Regions from separate parts of the Mus musculus genome. Here regions 1, 3 and 4 are each linked to region 2. A link is a contact called in public promoter capture Hi-C data. All regions are on one chromosome and are shown on one strand. Each heading gives the region's core, a stretch centred on a gene start, on an enhancer-like site or on the middle of the called end of the contact. The rest is flanking DNA. Distances are from core to core; before and after follow the strand shown.

What was found. Promoter capture Hi-C pulls out the DNA fragments that hold promoters and counts their contacts.
Region 1: a promoter capture Hi-C map of hippocampal neurons shows a contact between it and region 2, with 4 times the contacts expected there. The contact joins the enhancer-like site here to the promoter of Ces1a in region 2. A contact is called at or near these places in 9 of 39 promoter capture datasets (the 3T3-L1 cell line, 3T3-L1-derived adipocytes, cranial neural crest and 5 more), 5 of 484 Hi-C or Micro-C datasets (cerebellar granule neurons, cerebellum, embryonic stem cells and 2 more), 1 of 115 datasets of contacts at active chromatin or transcription factors (embryonic stem cells) and 1 of 9 other capture datasets (embryonic stem cells).
Region 3: a contact with region 2 is called in a promoter capture Hi-C map of hippocampal neurons, with 2.7 times the contacts expected there. The contact joins the promoter of Fto here to the promoter of Ces1a in region 2. A contact is called at or near these places in 2 of 39 promoter capture datasets (the 3T3-L1 cell line and hippocampal neurons) and 1 of 115 datasets of contacts at active chromatin or transcription factors (embryonic stem cells).
Region 4: a contact with region 2 is called in a promoter capture Hi-C map of hippocampal neurons, with 2.5 times the contacts expected there. The contact joins the promoter of Mt1 here to the promoter of Ces1a in region 2. A contact is called at or near these places in 4 of 39 promoter capture datasets (the 3T3-L1 cell line, embryonic stem cells, hippocampal neurons and 1 more), 1 of 484 Hi-C or Micro-C datasets (palatal mesenchyme), 2 of 115 datasets of contacts at active chromatin or transcription factors (embryonic forebrain and embryonic midbrain) and 1 of 9 other capture datasets (embryonic stem cells).

The regions. Positions count from the first base shown.
Region 1 is chr8:94,205,623-94,211,385 of GRCm38.p6, forward strand. No RefSeq gene overlaps it. Among named protein-coding and RNA genes, the nearest start is that of Nup93, 6.1 kb to the right of the region's middle. Within about 2 kb of position 4,324, at least 20 of the 459 cell types and tissues checked have an H3K27ac peak or open chromatin away from gene starts, as enhancers often do. A contact at or near this core is called in cerebellar granule neurons and hippocampal neurons, where this site is marked.
Region 2 is chr8:93,044,713-93,049,945 of GRCm38.p6, forward strand. It overlaps Ces1a (carboxylesterase 1A), which reads right to left and starts at 3,480. Exons shown (of 14, transcript NM_001013764.2): 1 at 3,345-3,480; 2 at 199-403. The coding sequence starts at 3,396.
Region 3 is chr8:91,311,457-91,316,631 of GRCm38.p6, forward strand. Fto (fat mass and obesity associated) reads left to right here and starts at 2,069. Exons shown (of 9, transcript NM_011936.2): 1 at 2,069-2,164. The coding sequence starts at 2,120. Rpgrip1l (Rpgrip1-like) reads right to left here and starts at 1,766. Exons shown (of 26, transcript NM_173431.2): 1 at 1,747-1,766.
Region 4 is chr8:94,175,825-94,180,938 of GRCm38.p6, forward strand. It overlaps Mt1 (metallothionein 1), which reads left to right and starts at 3,265. Exons shown (of 3, transcript NM_013602.3): 1 at 3,265-3,514; 2 at 3,999-4,064; 3 at 4,278-4,503. The coding sequence starts at 3,487. The coding sequence ends at 4,369.

The sequences.
Region 1 (5,763 bases), core at 3,074-5,573, 1.2 Mb after region 2:
CAGAGAGTGTGAGCTTGCATATGGGTCAACTCTGACTCCCGGTGGCTCTGAATCTGCCTGTGGCCGGAGTTTATCACTCATCTCTCATAGCCAGCGAGGTTGGAAAAGGTTTAGATGTCACAGCCGAGCTGAAATGACTGACCACCAGGAAGAGAACCTACAGAAGAGCTGGTTCCCTCTAACACTGCGTGCCACTCAGGCTTGTTGTCCCTGTTTGGTTCAAATGCTAGTGCCCTGTTCTGTTTAAAAGTCTTGCCCCTGCCTTCAATGCTGGCTGGAGTGTGGCTGGCTGGAGTTCCAAGGTCCATCCTCCGCTAGCAGTCCTTGAGCACCCCCTAATGGACAGAAAGCTGAACTGCCACACTGCGGCCTTCCAGGGCTAAGACCTCCGTGGACACTAGGGAAGCTTGTAGGATGTTTGACAGTTTTGTCCTAGTGAGTGAGGTGGGGAAGCTTCTTTTCCTACTCAGCTCTATAGATCTGTAAAAACAGGCTTTGGCAGAAATAAAAACAACTAATATTTTTGAGTGCCTACTGTATACAAGGCTGTGGTTTCAGCCAGCTAGCCAGCCAGTCAGCCTGCCTGCCTACCTGCCTGCCTGCCTGCCTGCCTGCCTGCCTCCCTCCCTCCCTCCCTCCCTTCCTTCACTGGAACTTGAACCCAGGACCTTGCACATACACGCACTCTCCCAGCGAGCTGCACCCTCAGCACCCTATGTTGTTAACATAATGCCCCTTCCCAGTAGCTTATGGCTATTCTTATAAGAATACCTACTCTGTGTGGAGCTAACTTCCTACTGAATGTGGTGGTGCATGGCTGTGATCCCAGAACTCAGAAGGACAAGGAGAGAGGATTAAATGTAAGACCAGATGGAGTTATACACATTCACACACACACACACACACACACACACACACACACACACACGCGCGCGCGTATATATTCATTCATTCCATAAGTTCTGTTCCTTTAGAGTACCCTGGCTAATACATTTTATTTCGTTTTTTGAGACAGGGTCTCTGTGGCCCCAGAGGGCATGGAACTCATTATGTAGACTAAGTTGGACCCTCTGCCTCTGTCTCTGTCTCTTGAGTGCCAGGATTAAAGGCTTATAAAACTATGCCTTGTGGAATGCCAGGGCCAGGAAGCTGGAGTGGGTGGGTTGGTGAGCAGAGGGTGGGGGGAGGGGATGGGGGTTTTCCGAGGGGAAACCAGGAAAGGGGATAACATTTGAAATGTAAATAAAGAAAGTATCTTAAAAAAACAAAACAAAACTATGCTTTGCAGAAGCGATTACTTTTCTTCCTCCTCTCCCTCCTCCTCCTCTCCTTCCTCCTGTTCCTCCTCCCCTTCCCCCTTCTTCTTCAAGGCAGGGTCTAATGTTGTAGTCCCAGGCTGGCCCTGAACTCCTGGCAGTCCTACTGCCTCAGCCTCCTAAATGCTGGATTTATAGAATTAAGTTCTTTGATTTCTGAGTACAGTGATGGCTACAGTCTAGCCCTGTTTTGTTTTTTGTTGTTTTTTCCTTTGCTTCTTGGAGATACTTTCCTTTTGTCATTTTTCCCCCTTGAAACATCAGCTGCAAATAGTCAACCACAACATAGCCCACAACATAGCCCACAACATAGCCCACAACATAGCCCACAACATAGCCCACAACATAGCCCACAACATAGCCCACAACATAGCCCACAACATAGCCCACAACATAGCCCACAACATAGCCCACAACATAGCCCACAACATAGCCCACAACATAGCCCACAACATAGCCCACAACATAGCCCACAACATAGCCAGGTGGGCCTCAAAACAGACAGCTCTGTGGAAAGAACACAATTGAAAATGGAGGGTAATTTGAGCCAATCAAGAAGGCAGAGTCCCCTGGAGATAAAAGTTTCCACAAAACCCAAAATCACATCTCCCAAGCTCCCTTGGTTCATGTTTTACCCACAGATGAGCCTTCCTGTCGGGGAAACAACATTTTTCCCCCCAAATCTGGAATAATGAAAAGAGAGAGAGGGAGAGAGAGAGAGAGAGAGAGAGAGAGAGAGAAAGGCTCCAAGCCTTGTCAATCTAGTTCATGTTTCTTTTTGGCAGATTCAGCATCAGTGACAAATTGCCCAATCTGACATAAACAAAGTTGACAGACATTGGCAGAGTGTCTCTACACAGCAGCAAAGGAGACATGTGTGGGATGATCGGGTTCCCTCCCCTCCCCCATTTTTTCTTTTCCAACCAACCATCAATATATTTAATAACAAATAAAACAACTAGATATTTGGAAGAAAAAAAAAAAAACCCTACCCTTCACAGCGCTGTTCAAATCCCAGCAACCACCTGGTGGCTCACAACCATCTGTAATGGGATCTGACACCCTCTTAAGGCGTGTCTGAAGACAGCTACAGTGTACTTAGGTATAAAACAATAAATAGATTTTTTTTAAGAATGCATGTAAATTCTATTGCCTCATTTGATGATCTTTGCAGTGTCAGCAGGGCCTTGGGCAGACTGGGAAGGCACACAACCCCTGCCTGAGCTATGGCCTTAGCCCAAGTCTATACTGAACTGGATTTTTTTTTAAAGACTTATTTATTTTATTTACATGGATACACTGTCGCTGTCTTCAGACCCAGCAGAAGAGGGCATCGGATCCCATTACAGATGGTTGTGAGCCACCAGGTGGTTGCTGGGAATTGAACTTGGAACCTCTGGAAGAGCAGTCAGTGCTCTTACCCGCTGAGTCCTCTCTCCAGCCCGATGAACCAGATTTTACTGAGAAACAATTTCATGCCATAAAACGCACGAATCCTACCATGCAGCTCAGTACAGTTTTGCATATGTGGACTGCTGTACGCGCATGCTCACCACAAGGCTCTCTTCATCACATCAACATTTCTAGGAAAGACTATTCCCAACCCTTTCACTGCAGACCAGCGAGGTGTGTTCCTCAGCTTGATGTAACTGGGGTCTCACATTATTGCTCTTATACGTCTGGCTCTGGGCCGACAGCGGTTTAGGAGACCCACCAGGCAGCAATCTGTATAGCCATGCCACCGTCCACACACCCCTTCAGTTCTTGTTGATGGACCATGGAAAACTAGCTGTTTCCAGTTTTGAGTTGTTATGAATAAAGCTGCTATGTACATTTTGATAGAAGCATTTCTGTGTAAACACATTCCCGTGCCCCTGTCTCTTAGGTAAGTAAATATGTAGTGGCAGAATGGCTGGGTCTTGGGTGGTAATGTACATACGTACTTACGTGCGTGCGTGCGTGCGTGCGTGTGTGTGTGTGTGTGTTTAAGAGGTTGCTAGTTTTCTGGAGCTAGCTATTTCTGTACAATTTTCTGTTCCCTCTGGAAAAGAATGAGAAAGGCAGTTCTCTGACTCATACTTGTTGCCTTTGAACTGTGGCGGCCTCTGTTGTGCCGGGGTATTAGCGTTAGTATAAGGTAAGAGTCGGTGTGTTGGGATTAATACAGGACACATGGCCCTGGTCTCCATTGACTCATTCTTCTGCAATGAGCTCAACATATGGCCTTGAAGAAACGTAAACCCCCCGTTTGCCTGCTTTTACAGCACTGGTGAAATGAGACCATTACTGATGCCACTCCCCAACAGCCACTGTATGTGTTGCACGAGGACAATTCTTGTAGAGGCCTCTCGTCCCAGAACATTGCACAGAGTTGGTGCTCAATTGTTGATTCCTATGGTATTTATCGACTTGCAGACTCTTGGGTCTGCTCTTTAACAGATCCCAGTTGGAGAGAACAGCTTTAGGTATCTTAGGCTCTGTCAGGTTTGACAGCATCCGAAGATGTGATTTGCATTATGGAGTAGGGACTGTCAGCTCTCTTCAACCAGACACAGCCTTCCTTCTTCTCTTTAGGCTAAGTCTGCACTAAGGATGGCAAATCGTAGGTATGGAAAGACCTGAGTCAATCAACCAGACACGCACCTTACTGCTGGACTGCTAATAGTTGAGCAAGCAAGGTTCCTCAGTGATTCAACTGATTATCCCAAACTCAAATGTCCTAGGCAGTATGGCCTGCTCCTAACAGCCTTCCACTGAGGCCGGACTTGCTCTTGGCATCCTTCACACCAGCTTCCTGGCATGCCTGCTGCCTTGCCAGGAGCTCCTGCTCCAGCAGAAGCCAATTTGCCATCCTTGATAATGTCGAATCACCTTTTGTACAAGTTGAAATTAAACCCATGCAGAGGGCAAAGCTGGTGCCTTCCCTTCTAAGCTTTTAATGTCTCTTGGAGAATACGGCTGATGGCTCAGCCGCCGATCACAAAGCTTTATGTAATTTGCTGCCACCCACTATGAAATCATTTCTGGCAGCAGCAGCTTGAGATAGGAGAGCAATCGGTGTGGTGGGGGAGGTGTCTGTCTGTCCTTTACAAAGTATTTCTAGCTTTGTACTCCATAAGGGGCTTAGTACATAATGGGGGGTGGCGGGATAGCAAAACGGGAAATCAGAATTGCGGACTTCGAACAGTGGGGGCGGGGGGGGGGCGGGGAGGCGGCGTTCGATGAGTTTTGGGTCACCAAAAACGATTTCAAACTCCACAGCTATTTTATTGAAGTGTAATGAATAATATATTCATGGCGAAATGCACAGATCTTAAATGTGCAGCTTAATACATTTTTAAAAAGTGAATACCCCCATGTGCTCGGCAGCCAGATTAAGAGGCAGAACATTTTCAGATCTGAGAAGATTCCTCCTTCCCTTCCCAGCCAACTCCCCCTTTCCACTCCAAAATAGACACCATCCTGACATCCATCACCACAGATTAGCAATTAGCTTTGCCTGGTGTGAACTCTATGCTAATGGAATCTTCCGTTTGTGTCTTCATTCTTTTCCTTCACATTCTGTGAGACTCCTGCATGAGGTCTAGTCCAGTCTGGTCTGCATAGGGAGCACCAAGCCAGCCAGGGCTCTATAGTGAGGTCATGTCTAAATGATAAAGACATTTTGCTCTTAGAAACATTTGTAAAAGCTAGCTTCAAAAACAAAGTTGTTGTTTTGTTTTTGTTTTTTTTTAAATCAAGAAATTATTTGTTTCTGCTTATTCTCTAAGGCTTTTTGGTGAACTGGGAAATAGAGTCTTTTTTTTTTTTTTTTTTTTTTTTTTTTTCAAGACAGAGTTTTTCTGTATAGCCTTGGCTGTCCTGGAACTCACTTTGTAGACCAGGCTGGCCTCGAACTCAGAGATCTTCCTGCCTCTGCCTCCCAAGTGCTGGGATTAAAGGCATGTGCCACCACTGCCCAACTGGGAAATGGAACCCTAAAGGGTCTTAAACAGAGCAAGAGTTCACTTAAGTAACTGTTTATGTTAGGGTTTTGTTTGTTTGCTTGTTTTGTTGTTTGTTTTCTGATACAGAGTTTCACCATGTAAGTCAGGCTGGCCTGGAACTCCAGGAGCTTCACCTGTCTCTGCCTCCCAAGTACCGGGATTAAAGGTATGGGCCACTCCAAACAGCTTTATGTATGGTAATTTTAGTACACTTAACGCCCTCTGTATCTGTGACTAAAGACTAATGTAAAGCTGCGAATCTGAACTCTAAATATTATGCAAAACTTTACACAGTGAAACCTTTGGGCATGCAAGTTTAGCAAATACAAAATGTCCTCTATTGTACAACAGGCACTGCACCACGACTTACAATATATCAAGTAGTGAATAAAAGTGTGACATTTCTGTCATTTGCGATCAGCATCATTCAGATGGTAAGTGGCCCTTTTCATAGTCCTTTT
Region 2 (5,233 bases), core at 2,230-4,729:
CAGGTGTCCAATAAATACATGTTTGAGAAAAGACTCTAGGCACTCTGACAGTTATGGAATACCTTTGGGATCTTAGAGTATGTTAGGGATACATAAACAAAGTCTAATCCATTAGAGATCTTGCCTCAACTCGTTCCAACAGCTCTCTGAGGCAGGATATCCTTTGGAAAGAGACCTAGGCCCACCCCAGTAGCTTACATAGGAGGGTAGGAGGTGGTGTTCTTCACGGAGCTCCAGGTCTCGGCAGGCTGTGGTGGAGCAAACCTCAGGGGCCCAAGAGGGGGCTTGGCAAAGGGGACTCCCAGGAAGACGGCTACAGGCTGTGCGGATCCTTCTAAGCTGATGTACTTCCCCATGACTTTGCCTTGCAGGGTGTCTACCACAGGTGGTGAGGACAGGTGCCCTGATGAAAATGGAATCAAAATAAGAACACACCAGAGTAGATGACTTAAAGATGAATCCAAGTGGGGCGTTTACTACTTTTAGGTATATGGTCATGAGTAAACTACCATAGCCATGTAGACATCAATTATTTTTAATATAAAATTATGGTGAGAAAAACCATCCTTCCCAATTCAGAGGGATGTCAGAAGGGGTAAACCAGAACTGGAGGCAGAAAAGCATCTGTGTCATGGAGATTGGGAGATAGCCCATTCAGTGAAGTATTGAATGTTGGTGTTGGATGCTGGGTTAGAGGGTGAAGGAGAGGTGGCCCCTTACCCCTTAGCACTTACTACTTATCCTCCTCACCACTGAAATGACCAGGAAAGGAGCCAAAGTCAATCAGGAGGATGGGCCAGAGGGATTGTGAGAAAGAAGATGGAGTAGGGGAAGAAGAAGATAGTTTACACCATTCTTTGGAGCTCAAGGGCTGTCCTCGCCTGGTGCCTGGTTCTGAGTGACTAAGTTGAATAGGCTGTAGGCTACAAGAACCCCATATTGGAGGTGGTTGGGGTACAGGGTCTGGATTAATTGGACCCTGTGAATGTCGGTATCTCCAAATCGACAAGACTTTGTATTTGAAAGGCTCAAACTCAGGAAAGACAATCCACGCTTATTGCAGGACAGCTTAGGACTTCCATGCCATTTGAAGCAGTTCATTAGCAAGACTTGTTAGAATGGTTATTACCCCAGTGTCCTCTGCCAAACTGTGTCTTATTCATTTCTGCCATCTGAATCCAGAACCAGTGTTTGGCCATCAGAGCCCTGGCAACCCTCGCTATGTCTAGGATTCTGTCTTCTTTCTGTCCCCAAGGCACTGTGGCAGATTTGAAAGGGAATGTAAGGCAAAATGAGAATGGACGAATCTGGAATGGCACATTGTTTTGCTGCTGGTTACCCCAGCAACCTCACCTCAACCCATCTTCAGGAAGTCCATTCAGGATTCTCTCCATCCCTCAGTGTCCTCATCTGTAATGTGGCTATGCTAGTGCCTACTTAGCTAGGCTTCTTTGAGAAGGATTATAAAGTACTTGGAATACACATCTGGTGCACAGTAAATGCCCCATATGAATACCCCCATTTGATAAGTAATCTTTTATTTCTTTTTATATTTTCTCATCTCAATGGTCCACTTTCCACCTTCTGGCTACTCATTTCTACCCACTTCAGGTGGCAGGAAAGCATCACTGAGCTAACATGGACCACAGCTAGTGATCTTGGCTCAGAGGTAGCTCTCACACTCTTCCAGCCCCTTCTCCATGTCTCCCTGGACTTCCATGGTGCTTTGTTTGCCCTTCCTCCTGTGACCACTCTAGTGTGTTGTTCTCAGTTGGGACTGTTTCCAGTGCTTGGAGTAGACCCTGATTTGTTTTGCAATATGGTTTCCTAAAAGACCTTCCAGGGCTATTGGCTGTTCTCTTTGGTAAGACCATTTTTGAATCATTATTTATTTCTGACCACACACTTGAGTGGAGATGTTGACAAAGTGTCTGTACTCAGTGGCAACAGTTGGTGAATGAGAGAATAGAATCACGTTCTGAGAGGGATGCTCTGAGATACTGATGCCCTGAAGCCACACAGGAGAACATATGATCCATGACCATGATCAAGAATGCCAATGCCCTTCAGCATCAGGACAGATGGTCAGTCTGGCTTTGTATAGAGCCAAACAAAGGAGGACCAAGACAGGGACGAAGCTGTAGGGAGTTAGGGAAGAACTGTATGTGCCACAAGAATGGAGCTCGCAGGCTAGCCTGGCTGGGATGACCATGTTAAGAACTGCCAGGAGAATATTCTTGACTCCAGAATGGTCCCTGTTCTTTACTTGACCATTAAGCAAACCTCAGTCCTTTATCTAGGGATTTGAGAGTCTCCACATCATGCACCTGTACATTTCAGACCCCCCCCCAGTTCCCATGGTCTCTACTTAGCAGTATTTGTAGCCCATTTATTCTTCCCAGCCAGAACTTGTACCTTGGTATCTGAATCTCTGAACTCTGCTTTTTCACGTATGCAATTCCTTTCCATCTCCCCTCATTTACTTATTCATTCCCTCAGTACAAGTCCCAGCCCCCCCTGGTGATGTGAAGGCCTTAATCCCTCCTCCAACTCCTTGCAGCTCCTTTCTGTTCCCTCTCTCATCTAGGTGTGTCTGTGGTCCTTCTCCTACAATGACAGGCTCCTGAGTCTAAGGTGTGCCTCTTAATCACCTTCTCATACAACATACAGTTCATACCAATATCTCTTGGGGACTGAGGAACAAATTATCTTCTTAGTAGCATTTGGCTCTTAACATGTTGGCTTGACCATATTTCAAATTTTTATTAATATACCCATTAAAGATATCACCCCTTTACGTCCATCCATATATTGTGCTTCTAGACCAGACACTATGCTAAGAGCTACAAAACAACCACCTATGCCACCCTCAGTACAGCCCAGTAAGGAAGGCTCTATTGCTTTCCATTTTCCAGATTCATCACCCAGACACTGCAAAGTTGAAGTGTCTTTCCCAAAGTCATGGGGATCAGAAGAGCTGAACTAGACTCTAGCCTTGTGCCCTGGCTCCTGACTCAATGCTGTTAAAACTCTGCTGAGCCTCTTTTTATGTCTACCCAGAGATAGAGTAAGATCTGGGAGATAGCTAGGGCCTCTCATGCTAGCTCAATGACTTCTTAGCACCTGCAGCTGCAGTATCACCATGGTTTTCTTTCCCTGGATCTCTGTGATGGGAGGAGCTTGCTGGGTTCCTTTGCTCCAAGCCCATTTTGAAATCATGCTGGTGATCTCTGATACAGAATGGAACCTGGCCTCTCTTCTCTTCATACGCATTTACACTCCCATTTGCCCTGGCTTAGGAGCTTCAAAAGAGCTCCAAGTGTTTGTGTTTTGGAAGAACTTACCCAAAGCCATGCAAGTGTTGAGGGAAGCCAGGGCCAGAGCAAAGAGCCACATGCTGGAAGGCCAGTTGCTTTGGGGCCCTGTGACGAGATCTTGGTGCTCTTCTGAAGGGCTTTGTATAACCTGTCTTAGATGGTGAGGCCTTGTTACCACATCCATCCATGTGTGGTCCAGTGGCCTAATCATGAGATGACAAGGTGCTCTGCCTGCTCCACAGAGCTCCCAGGAGTCTGATGGCAACCCAAGCCATACATAGCCTTAGTTCAAGCTCTTATAATTGGTTCCAGACTCAACTATCAGATTACATATGATCTCAAACAACAACATCTTACATAAGCTCTTTCCCGTGGCACTCTAACCTCCGTCCACCTTGAGCTTCCCAAAGGCATGCACAGCAAATGGCATCTTCAGGCAGGGCTAAGCTTTGGTCTGAGACCCTCAGAAAGGGCTGGAAATTTTAGAGCAATGCTCAGCTCCACAGCTGCTGTCTGGGGAGTTTAGAACATATCTACAACTTCCCTCAGATAGTGGCTCAGAAATTCTGTGTTCTCAAGTCTGCAAGTGAAGTTAAATTGTGAGTAGTTCTCTTTCTGATGCTTAAAGTAGGTTCCCAATGCTCCTACCAAGTGGCCAAGCCATCTGCCATCCACCTCTAGACTCGGAGAGCTCACTACTTTTAAATATGTTTGGGAGAAAAATTTCTGTGCTAAATCAACTCCATCTCTCCACAGTATCCATCATTTATTGGACGTTTGCCAAAATGTATTTTTCTCCACAGTAAAATAAAATGCCAAGATTTGAAATTAGAAACTCGTGGGAGTTGAGTCACTGATGTTTGTGAAACACATCTTCTCACCTTTCCCTACTTCTACATATTCCCGAGAAATCAGGGAACCCACTTGATGATACTGGTTTCTAATTTTTGTTTTAAGGCAGGGTTTCATCCATAGCTGGCCTTGATCTTCTGATTCTCCTGTTTCTACTTCCTAGGTACTGAGATTACAAACTCATACCACCATACTGAGATTACAAACTCATACCACCATACTGAGGTTTTGTTCCTAATCTGTTTTTGTGTTAAGGCCTCTAGTCTTGTCTGGATCTGCACCATCTCAGCCACACCAGCAGCCTCCCTGGATCTGTGAAGAAAAATATGTTCCTTTGTTCCTGTGCTTCCCTCTGCTGGACACTGGGAAATACTAAGGTCAATGGGACTTTATGGTGTTAGTTCTGGTTGATATCATGGAACAAGTGTGTGTGGGGGAGCTTTTTCAGAAAACAAAATTAAATAAAATTCTACTGTGGTGGAAAATAGAACAAGTTGTTGCTTAATGAACTGAAGAAGCCTGTTAGGGACATGTGTCTGCAGGATTTAGGAGTGACTGAAAGGGCCTGGCCTTGGACTCACCTTATCTCCTGAAAATGTGGGGACACCTTAAATCATATTGAAAGATGAAGGTAACATTTTAAAAGTTGTTAGTCCCAGAAGTAACTGGAAACAGCAGGACCCAGGCACCCAGGAAGTCCACCCGACCATTAGCACAGGTTGCTTCTGGTTTTTAGCCAGTGCCCTAAGCAGACCTTGGGCACAAACTCCACAGCCAGTCCCACAACACCCAGAGGAAGCTCTACTCCCAGGTGCTATAACATGTTCAGGAACACAGGATCACAGGATCAGAGGCTCCTAGGAACTTGATTACACCAGGATCTCAGGGTCCCAGAGGCAGCTTGACTCCCAGGAGCTCTGACACACCCAGGATCTCAGGATCCCAGGATCCCAGAATTATAGGATCCCAAAGACAACTGAACTTTGAGGAGTTCTGACACAACCAGGATCACAGGAAGGACAGGCTCCAGTCAGATATAGCCAGGCAGGTAGCACTAGAGATAA
Region 3 (5,175 bases), core at 819-3,318, 1.7 Mb before region 2:
CACTTGAATGGATAAAGGGATTGAATTGGATTTCAGTGTCTGAAATTTGAAGACGTGGCTACGTATATGTGCATGAAGAGTCTCTCTTAGAGAGAGGGCCTGGAACTTTGATTGGAACTCATGATGGGCTGAGAACCACTGCTAGGGGCAAATATCTGAAAGAATGTCTGCAGAAGTTGATGCTAACACATATTGTTCACTGTGCTTACAGTGTGCGTAAGCAATGGCTACTCAAATGGTTCCTGAGATACAAACAGAAGCTAAGACAAGCTAGCTCAATTGCTCAAGGTCATTAGATACAAACAGAAGCTAAGACAAGCTAGCTCAATTGCTCAAGGTCATTAATGCAGGAGTTAGTTGTTTGGTGATATTTCTGGTTATCATGACCGAGAAGAAAATTGTTACTGGTCTGATGTAGGTAGATGGCACAGTGAATTCTCCCTCTTTGCTATGATCCACTTACAACCTTCCCTGCTTTCCTCACATATGGCATGCTTTTATCTTGCTCCTAAGGCTCTTCTGTCTCCTCATACTTCAGAGCTCAGTCCAACTGACCTTTCCTTAGAGTTTCCCTTACTGTTCTGTGTTAATTTTCTTCCTGGTTTCTAACTTTTCTTTTTCAAGGGAAGCCCAGGCTGTCTAGGCTGACATGAAATTCACCAAGAACACTAAACATACTGGCCTCAAATTCTCTATTTTTTCCTTGTGTTTTTTTTTTCTTTAAAAAATGGGGGGGGGGGTCATCTCACTATATAAACTTGGCTGGAATTCAAAGATCTCCCTGCCTCTACTTCCAGAGTGTTACGATTAAAGTCGGGTGTCACCATGCCCTGAGTAGACTCTGAATTTGTCCTGAGTGTGCCACCACCCTGCTGTGGCTTATTGCTTACAGCAACAGCCTTTGTCATTATCCCAGAGTTGTATCGTAATTCATTGTCATGTCATGCATTTTTAACCTAGTATATTTTCACACCTATATCATAGTTTCTTGCTTATATCTGTCCCCTACCACTCCCCCCCCCATCTCTCTAGCTTCCTCTCACTGGTCTCCTTCCTCCCCCAAATAGTTCCTCTTCTGCTATCTGATGTCACATAGTAGACATTAACGCTATCATTTATTGAATGAATGAATGAATGAATGAATGCCAGGCACTGAGTTTAAACAAAGTCTCTGCCCTGTAATGGCTTTAACAGACTATGGGAGTAGTCAGATGAGAAACAGTAATAAAGAATAAAAGATAGGCCACTAGAAACTGATTGTGGTGGTGGGAACTTGAGGCAAGACCTATTATTGATTGAATTTGAGACGAGCATGGGCTAAAAAGGCTAGTTTAAGGCCAGCCTAGGATGCATAGGGAGACCCCCTTTTAAAAACTAATCGACAATCAGCAGCAGCAGCAACAACAACAACAGTAACAAGCCAACAACAACAACAGTAACAAGCCTCTTGGGAGGCTTAGGTTCTACCATCCAAGCCCAGTTTCTGGGAAACAGAGTGAAATGTGACTGGGACCTTTGAGTTGTAGGACTTAGGGTTGCCAATTCTTATCAGCTGCGTTTCTGGCTGGGCGGGCGGTCAGGGCGAGTCAGATGCAGGCCTGCGGATGTGGAGGTGTGTCGGGATGGACTGCTTTCCACGCAAGAATCCCAGGTCTATCCTGGGCTTCGAACAGACTCCAGGCTCAGTTGTGAGGCCGCGGAAGAGCCAGCCAACCTGCATTAGCCCCCACCTCACAGAGTACTCACCTCCGCGTTCGCCCTCAGCTAGCTACCGGTTGCTATAGCGCCCAGGGCGCGAGCCTCTGCAGGCCCAGAGGAGCACGGGAAAACAGTGAGTCCCGTTACCCACTGGGAAATGTAGTTCTCCGTAGGGTGCGGGCCGTCGGCGGGTCGCGTAGCGGACTACGCTAGCCCTGCTAGCTGACTGGAGAAATTCAGCTCCGGAGCCCAAGGAGTACTCGGGAGTCTCGCGCAGCATTCTGGGAAGGGTAGTTCTTCTAGGTATTAGAGCAAATGGCTCCAGGCGGGAGAGAGCCGTTGAGAGAACTACACACAGGAGGCGGGGTCCAGGGCGAGGGGGAACACGGCCCACGGTGGCGAAGGCGGCTTTAGTAGCAGCATGAAGCGCGTCCAGACCGCGGAGGAACGAGAGCGGGAAGCTAAGGTATGTGGGGCTCCGGGCGTCTGGGATTCTGTGTTAGTCCCGGGCTAGAGGCAGGGGACCCGCAGACCCGCTGGGATGGCTGAGTGGATGCTCGGCGTTAAGCCAAGGGGTGTCAGGGCCTTGTTTGCAAGAGACCTGCAGACGTGGTGTGAGTGTGCGCGCGCACGTCTGTGCTGTGAATTCATATTGCTCTGGATGCAGATCTGGATACAGTTAGTCTTGGTCAGAAATGAAAAGATAGACATCTATGTCCCTGTCCTGCTTCTGTCCCTATTCCTTGGTTATATTTGTAGCCACTCTCGAGCCTCAGTTTACCAGTTTACCACCTGTGTGTTTTCAGCTCGAGCGCAGCTGAGCCACAGATTTAGTATGGTGACATGTTTTTATTTGGAGCATTGCCTCAATGGCCAGATGACTTGTCTGCGTGGTCAGCACATCAGATACGCTTTACATAGCTTCTGTGGGTAGTACATTCCTGGACTCCGTCCTTGCTGTTCAGCTTTCTGACAGTGGACACTCCTTGGGATGACAGTAACAGCAACGGCGACTTATTTGCAGCATTTTTTTTTTTTTGTATCAGACACCTACATTAAATGCATAATTATTTCATATCATTGCAGCAGATGGCAAGACAGATATTACATAGGTAGAGTATAAACAGTCCGTTATGAAGATGAGCACTGGAAGCTCAATATTTTCCTTTTCCCCCATCCCCAAAGTTGGGACCTATTGATTTGTTCTAACTTATCAGCATTCAGTCCCCCTCAGTGGACACAACAGATTCTGCCCATCTTAAAAGTCTCTCTTGTCTGTAGCTCATTTGGCCAAAGGCCCTTGGCTATGCCGTTTGGTGCTTATTCTATGGTAGGTAAATACTGGCAGCGAGGATCAGTAGGAAATAAAACAGGTACAGTACTTGCTGTCGTAGAATTTTGTCTTGTAAGATTCCTAAGTCAGTTAGGAATCTAAGGGTTTTGGGTCTTGGGTGTAATGGCCTGAGTTATGTATTTTACAGACATGGACACGGAGTCTGGCAGAAGTTGGCCTTTGCTCAGGGCCTTTTGTTTCCTAGGTGGCATTAGGGATCAGGAGCTGCCCCTCTCTAATCTCCTAGCTCCATTTCTAGTCTCTTTGTGAAAGACATTGAAGTACTGGCTGATGCGAAGCACAGGTAGTTGTGTTAAGTCCTAGACAATGTCTCAGTAATCGTAAGTGATTGCTTGACTTTCTGTTCAGCTAAGTTAAGGCCCAGTGTATAGAGAGAATCTTGCAGTCATTTGTTGTGAACAATTTGATAAGTTTTGACTGTACGTATATGCAAAATGTTCCAGTTGCATAGAGGGCATGGCTCTTTTAAAAAGTTATTTCTTTACAGCCGATTTCTTTATTTTACCCCCAGGCAGTCATGCGATCAGTCATGATTGTTGAATCTATGCTTTCTAGAGTTTTTCATCTAAGCCGAAGCAGACAGCATATACCCGGATGCCGTTTTTACTGATCACAGTAATTTTTGAGACCTATACGTGTTAACGCACATGTTATCAATTGTTCCGTTTCTGTGGCTGAGTGGTAGTGCACTTTGTGTGATTCCACTTATTCATTCACTCACCTGTGGCTGGGCATTTGGATTCTTACAGGTTGGAGGCTAACAAGGAAAACAGCCATGGAAAAATCCTGTATCTTTATTTACACTGCGTAATGCGTCCATTTGCCATTTCCCAAAGTATTTCACCTCTGTGTCTAGGCAATTTGTTTGTTTGTTTGTTTGTTTGTTTGCTTGCTAGGGCCACCTTTGATGGATATTGTATGTGTGTGTGTGTCTGTCATCTGTGTACGTCTGTATGCATGTATGCAGGTGCATGTGCTGGTGTGTGTCTGTCAAGATGAAAGCTCCACACTGAGTTTCTTTTTCAGTTGCTTTTCACCTTATTTTGGGACAGGAGCTCTCCTGGAACTCAGAGCTCACTCACCGAGCTGCTCACTCACTGAGCTAGGCTTGCTTCTCAGCAAGCCCTGGAGATCTTCCTATCTTCACCTTTGCTGAGCTGGCATTTCAGGCCTGCACTGCACTTGGCTTTTTACATGGGGCTGGCGATCCACACTCAGGTCCTCTCGATTGTGGCAAGCACGTCATTAACTGGGCCATCTCTAGCCCCAGAACATTACCATATAAATAGAATCATGTATATGTGACCTTTCTGTTTGGCTGCTTTCACTCACCATACGTGTTCATCCATGCCGAGGTTCGTAGATCTTATAACACTTATCCATGCTTCCCATTACCCAGTAGATGACATTCCTATTTCTGGACACACCACTTTTTTTTATATTTGTTTGTTTATTTACTTACTATTCTTTTCTGTTGCTGTGATAGAACACCACAACTAAAAGCCAGCAGGGGAGGAAAGTGTTTATGTTATCTTCACTGTCTTGTGATAATTCATCATTGAGGAAAGCCAAGGCAAGAACTCTTGGGAGGAACTGTAGCAGAAACCCTGGAAGAACATTGCTTACTGGCTTGCCCTTTTTGATAGTGTCCAGGACCATGTGCCCAGGGTGGCACCACCCACAGTGGGCTGGGTCCTCCCATATCAATCATGGATTAATTATCCACATACCCACTGGCCAATCTGCTGGAGGCAGTTCCTTAATTTAGATCCCCAGGTAACTGTAGTTGTGTCAAGGAAATGTAATGCTATGTGAGCAATTTGACTTTTTTTTTTTTTTTGGCTGTCATAAAAAATGATACCCTAAACAGTTGCAGCCTAGTTTCTGTATGGACAGGGTAGAGGTCTGGTAGTAGAGCTGCTCGTCACATTATAAGACTATGCTCAATATTTTGAGAAACTGCCACTCTTTGCCACACAAGCTGCGCTCCCCCACATTGCTCATAGAGACTTTGAGGGTTAGGATTTCTTCAAGTCCTTGTCATAGCTTGCTACTGTTTGTCTTTTCATTGTAGCCTTCATGGTGACCAGGAGGGAGTAGTTCATTGTGGTCTTCATTTGTAT
Region 4 (5,114 bases), core at 2,015-4,514, 1.1 Mb after region 2:
TTGACACCATTCATACAGTGCTGGCTTTGAGGTGGTACTGAGCTCAGGTGCGTGAGAATGTAACCTTGGAGATTTCCCTCATTGTCTCCAAACAGAGCTAATAAACAACAAACAAATACCCTAATCAAGAGTCTTGTGTGTCCAGTGCTGGGGGTGGGGAGGTGGGGGAGTGTCCAGTGTAATGGGGGGTCTAAGGGATGAATGTTGGGACCTCGCTTAGTCCCTGAATGCCTTGAAACCACGTGAATGACAGTTACACTTTAGCTTCTCAATTCAAACGTTAGATGTTGGGCTGGGAATTGGCATTGTGGTGAGAACTTAGCCTTCTGCATGAGGCTCTGGGGTTCATCTCTAGAACCATTAAAAAAAGCAACGTGGGTCTGGGAATGTAGCTCAGTGGTACAACCCTCACCTAACATGCACAAACCCCGGCCTTCAGTCCCCAGTACGGTGTAAGCAAGGTTTGGTGGCACACATCTGTAATTCTAACACTCAAGAGTCGGAGGCAGGAGGATCAGAGGTTCAAGGACTATAGCAAGTTTAAGGCCTTGGCCACATGTAACGTCGTCTCAAAAAAGAAGTCACACACAAAACACTTTGGGTATTGTGATACACACACACACACCTGTATCCTAGCAACTTGGGAAGCTGAAACAGAAGAGTGTCTCAAGTTCAAGGCCAGACCAGGCTGTTCAGTGAGCTACAGCCCATTGTGAATTACAGAGTGGCACCCCTGGAAAAGGAGAAGAAGAAGGGGAGGAGGAGAAACTGGGGCCTGGTGACATACCTCTATTATCCTGTCTACTCTCCCGACACTGAGGCAGGGGGAGGATTTCCAGCTCAGTCTAGCTACAGAGCACAGTTTTTGTTTTTGTTTTTTTTAAGTTTGATCCTTTATTTCATGTATGCATGTACACCGTCAATGTCTTCAGATGCACCAGAAGAGGGCATCTGATCCCATTACAGATGGTTATGAGCCACCATGTAGTTGCTGGGAATTGAACTCAGGACCTCTGGAAGAGCAGTCAGTGCTCTTAACCACTGAGCCATCTCTCCAGCCCTACAGAGCACATTTAAAGTCAGCCCGAACAACTTAGTGAGACCCTCTTTCAAAATAAAAGACTGTAAAGGACTGGAGGCAAAACTCAGGTGCAGAATGCTTGCCTGGTGATCAGGAAGCCTTGGGTTCAATCCTCACTGAAAAAAAGGGGAAAAAAATCATATTATGCAAGAGGTCTAAAGGCCCAAGAATCTGTTACAGATCTCAGTTTTGGCAATAGACAATAAAACATAACAAACTGATAAAACAAGCAAAAACACCAACTATATGTGGTCCAGCAGAAACATCTCCGTATGCATCCAGAAAACAAGGAAGAGGCAGAATAAAGGACTTGGGCATCTTTGTGCCAGAGCACACCTCAGCCTGACTTGTACCCTAGGAGCCAGCAGTCCCTGCCTTTGCAGAATCACTGATGTCTCTGACGTGAGATCTCTGCTTAGGAGTTGCCCTTGAGTGCTTGGAATTTGTCTCTAGCCCAGGCTGAAATCCTCTGCTCTTTCCAAGCCCAGTCCTTAGCTACTTAAAACCAGTAAATTCATGAGATCTGGAGAGAACTGACCAACATTAGTCAAGCAAGAATTCTGGTTTTTTTGTTTGTTTGTTTGGTTTTGGTTTTTGGTTTTTCGAGACAGGGTTTCTCTATATAGCCCTAGCTGTCCTGGAACTCACTTTGTTGACCAGGCTGGCCTCGAACTCAGAAATCCGCCTGCCTCTGCCTCCTGAGTGCTGGGATCAAAGGCGTGCGCCACCAACACCCGGCTTGTTTTTTTTTTTTTTTTTTAATCTTTAATCACTTCCTTATTAACTTTTGAAATAGGATCTCATTTGTGTGGCCCTGGCTGGCCTTGAATTTTGCAGAGATCATCTGCCTCTGACTTCTAAGAGCTGAGATTAAAGAGCTACCCTAAGGCAAGAATTTAACTGTATAGATAAAGACTCAGTTCCAAATGAAGGTTTTTTTTTGGATCTTCCCACGCAGAGGGTATTGCTGTGTTGTCTCCTCCAAGAGGAAATATCCGGAGGAAGGAGAAACGCCCTGGGTAATATTATACTACCAAACCAGTGGGTTGATAATAGAAAGACACTTGTATCTAAACCACCATGAAGGAGGAGGAAGAGGAGGAGGGGGGAGGAGGAGAAAAAGGAAGAAGAGAGGAGAAAGAAGGGGAGAAGAACGGAGAAGAGGAGGAAGAAGAGGAGGAAGAGGGAGAGGGGGAAGAGGAGGGGGAAGTGTGTGTGTGGGGGGGGGGAGTGTCATAGCCCAGCACCTGGTGCCTTCTCTGCCTACAGATGAACTTTGTACAGAATCACAGCAAGAGAACGTGGGACAAATACAGGAGCGTTAGTGCCAGGCAGTGCTGGTTCACAGCCGTTGTACTACTGACTGGATATATGGCCTGGGCAAGTCACTGAACCTCTGAATCCTCTGTCCTTGTGTGTAAATAGAATTTGCATCTCTCTATAGGTATTAAATGAGAAATTGGTTTAACTCCTGGTTCTGGCATAATAGACATATTGCTGGTGGTGGTTCTACCACAGTTAAGCAAAAACCTGCCCAAAGTCGTATAGCTCAGAAGTGATGGTATGCATGAGCCAACAGTGTAGCTGTTCTCTTGCCCAGGACACAAGGCCTGCCTGACAGCAGACTCTAATGTTACTCAAAATCAGAAGCATTAAAAAAAAAAGAAAGAAAGAAATAGCTGACTTTATTTTTTTTATCTAATGCAGTCCCCACCTAAAATGATCTCTCTGGAGGGAGGGTACCTTGGTTTTTAAAACCAGCCTGGAGTAGAGCAGATGGGTTAAGGTGAGTGACCCCTCAGCCCTGGACATTCTTAGATGAGCCCCCTCAGGAGTAGAGAATAATGTTGAGATGAGTTCTGTTGGCTAAAATAATCAAGGCTAGTCTTTATAAAACTGTCTCCTCTTCTCCTAGCTTCGATCCAGAGAGAGACCTGGGCGGAGCTGGTCGCTGCTCAGGAACTCCAGGAAAGGAGAAGCTGAGGTTACCACGCTGCGAATGGGTTTACGGAGATAGCTGGCTTTCCGGGGTGAGTTCTCGTAAACTCCAGAGCAGCGATAGGCCGTAATATCGGGGAAAGCACTATAGGGACATGATGTTCCACACGTCACATGGGTCGTCCTATCCGAGCCAGTCGTGCCAAAGGGGCGGTCCCGCTGTGCACACTGGCGCTCCAGGGAGCTCTGCACTCCGCCCGAAAAGTGCGCTCGGCTCTGCCAAGGACGCGGGGCGCGTGACTATGCGTGGGCTGGAGCAACCGCCTGCTGGGTGCAAACCCTTTGCGCCCGGACTCGTCCAACGACTATAAAGAGGGCAGGCTGTCCTCTAAGCGTCACCACGACTTCAACGTCCTGAGTACCTTCTCCTCACTTACTCCGTAGCTCCAGCTTCACCAGATCTCGGAATGGACCCCAACTGCTCCTGCTCCACCGGTAAGACTCCCGATCCTTGGTCTTTAGAATACCAAGTTGGGACCGCAGAGCGGAATCCCCGAGTTGTAGAGGCTTGGCGGGAATAGGCACCTTTAGTTGGCGATTCATTCCGGTTCTTTCTAGAATCCGCTCTTGCAAAAGCCTTCATTAGTTACGAGTATTGTCGAACGGGTCCTTTGGCGGGGTTGGGGCTAGGATTTAGACGCGCAAATGTCCGGTTCCTGATCACCCAGTTAGTGGGGACATCTGGGTTGAGTCCCAGGCATTACTAAACTTACTGTGAATTGCTTGAATTAAGAAAGAGGTGAAGGACCTTTATGTCTTGGGACTCAAAGACATAATCCCTGACTTAACCTGTGAGGAGAAAAGTGGGGCTAGGCTCCCTGCAGCTCCGAGGAGGACTTAGTGAACTGAGCCGGGACTCGTGGTGTTGGCCACTGCTGTAATGCTGCCTCCCTCATGCTGTCTTCTTTCTCCTCCCCAGGCGGCTCCTGCACTTGCACCAGCTCCTGCGCCTGCAAGAACTGCAAGTGCACCTCCTGCAAGAAGAGTGAGTTGGGACACCTTGGGTGGCGGCTAAGGCTAGGGGCGGGGAACTCCTACAAAACTGGCTCTGAGAAATGTCCTTTGCTTCCCGGAGGCCATTGTATTGTCTCGGGGACAGAACTATACAGAGAACTATTTAAAAAAACCGAGGTCTTCTCTGTTGGGGACAGGAAGCAGAGGTCTTCAGCCAGGCTGACCTCTTCCTCCTCCTTTCTAGGCTGCTGCTCCTGCTGTCCCGTGGGCTGCTCCAAATGTGCCCAGGGCTGTGTCTGCAAAGGCGCCGCGGACAAGTGCACGTGCTGTGCCTGATGTGACGAACAGCGCTGCCACCACGTGTAAATAGTATCGGACCAACCCAGCGTCTTCCTATACAGTTCCACCCTGTTTACTAAACCCCCGTTTTCTACCGAGTACGTGAATAATAAAAGCCTGTTTGAGTCTAACTCTGGTTTTCTTGGTGTGGTTTGGCAATAAGAAACTGGGGTGACTTGATAGTCTGGGGATCTGGTTTTGGACCCCCTCGTGCCTTTACCTCCCGCCTCTGGCCCTCACAGAGGGGTAATGTCTTTGGGTAAAGCCAAGCTATCCCATAAGCTTCCTCATGGAAAACAGCTGTGTGCCTGGTCAGGTCTTGTGTTAGGGGAAGGGAGGGAGGGAGGGTGGTCCTGGAAGACTTGATGTCCCATCCTGGAAGCACAGAAAATCTTATCATTTATATTCTCTTTGGATTCTGGTTTCCTCTCACATTGTTGGGTATAAGGAGGTGGGTATGAAAATTAACATAGGGTGTCTCGTATGCTAGGCAGGGACTAACACTGAACTAGATTCCAGAGGGGCTTTCTTGGCTGTTTTGACACAAGTTGCTTACCTTGTCCTAGAACTCATTCTGCAGTCCAGTCTGACCTTGAGTTTTTGATTCTCCTGCCTCAGCTTCCCAAGTACCTGGGATTACAGGAGTGACTGTGTCACCAGGCCATCTCCTATTCAGCCACCAAATGCAGACACTATTGCATATGCCATCAAGATTTTGCTGAAAGGACCCTGATAAAGCTGT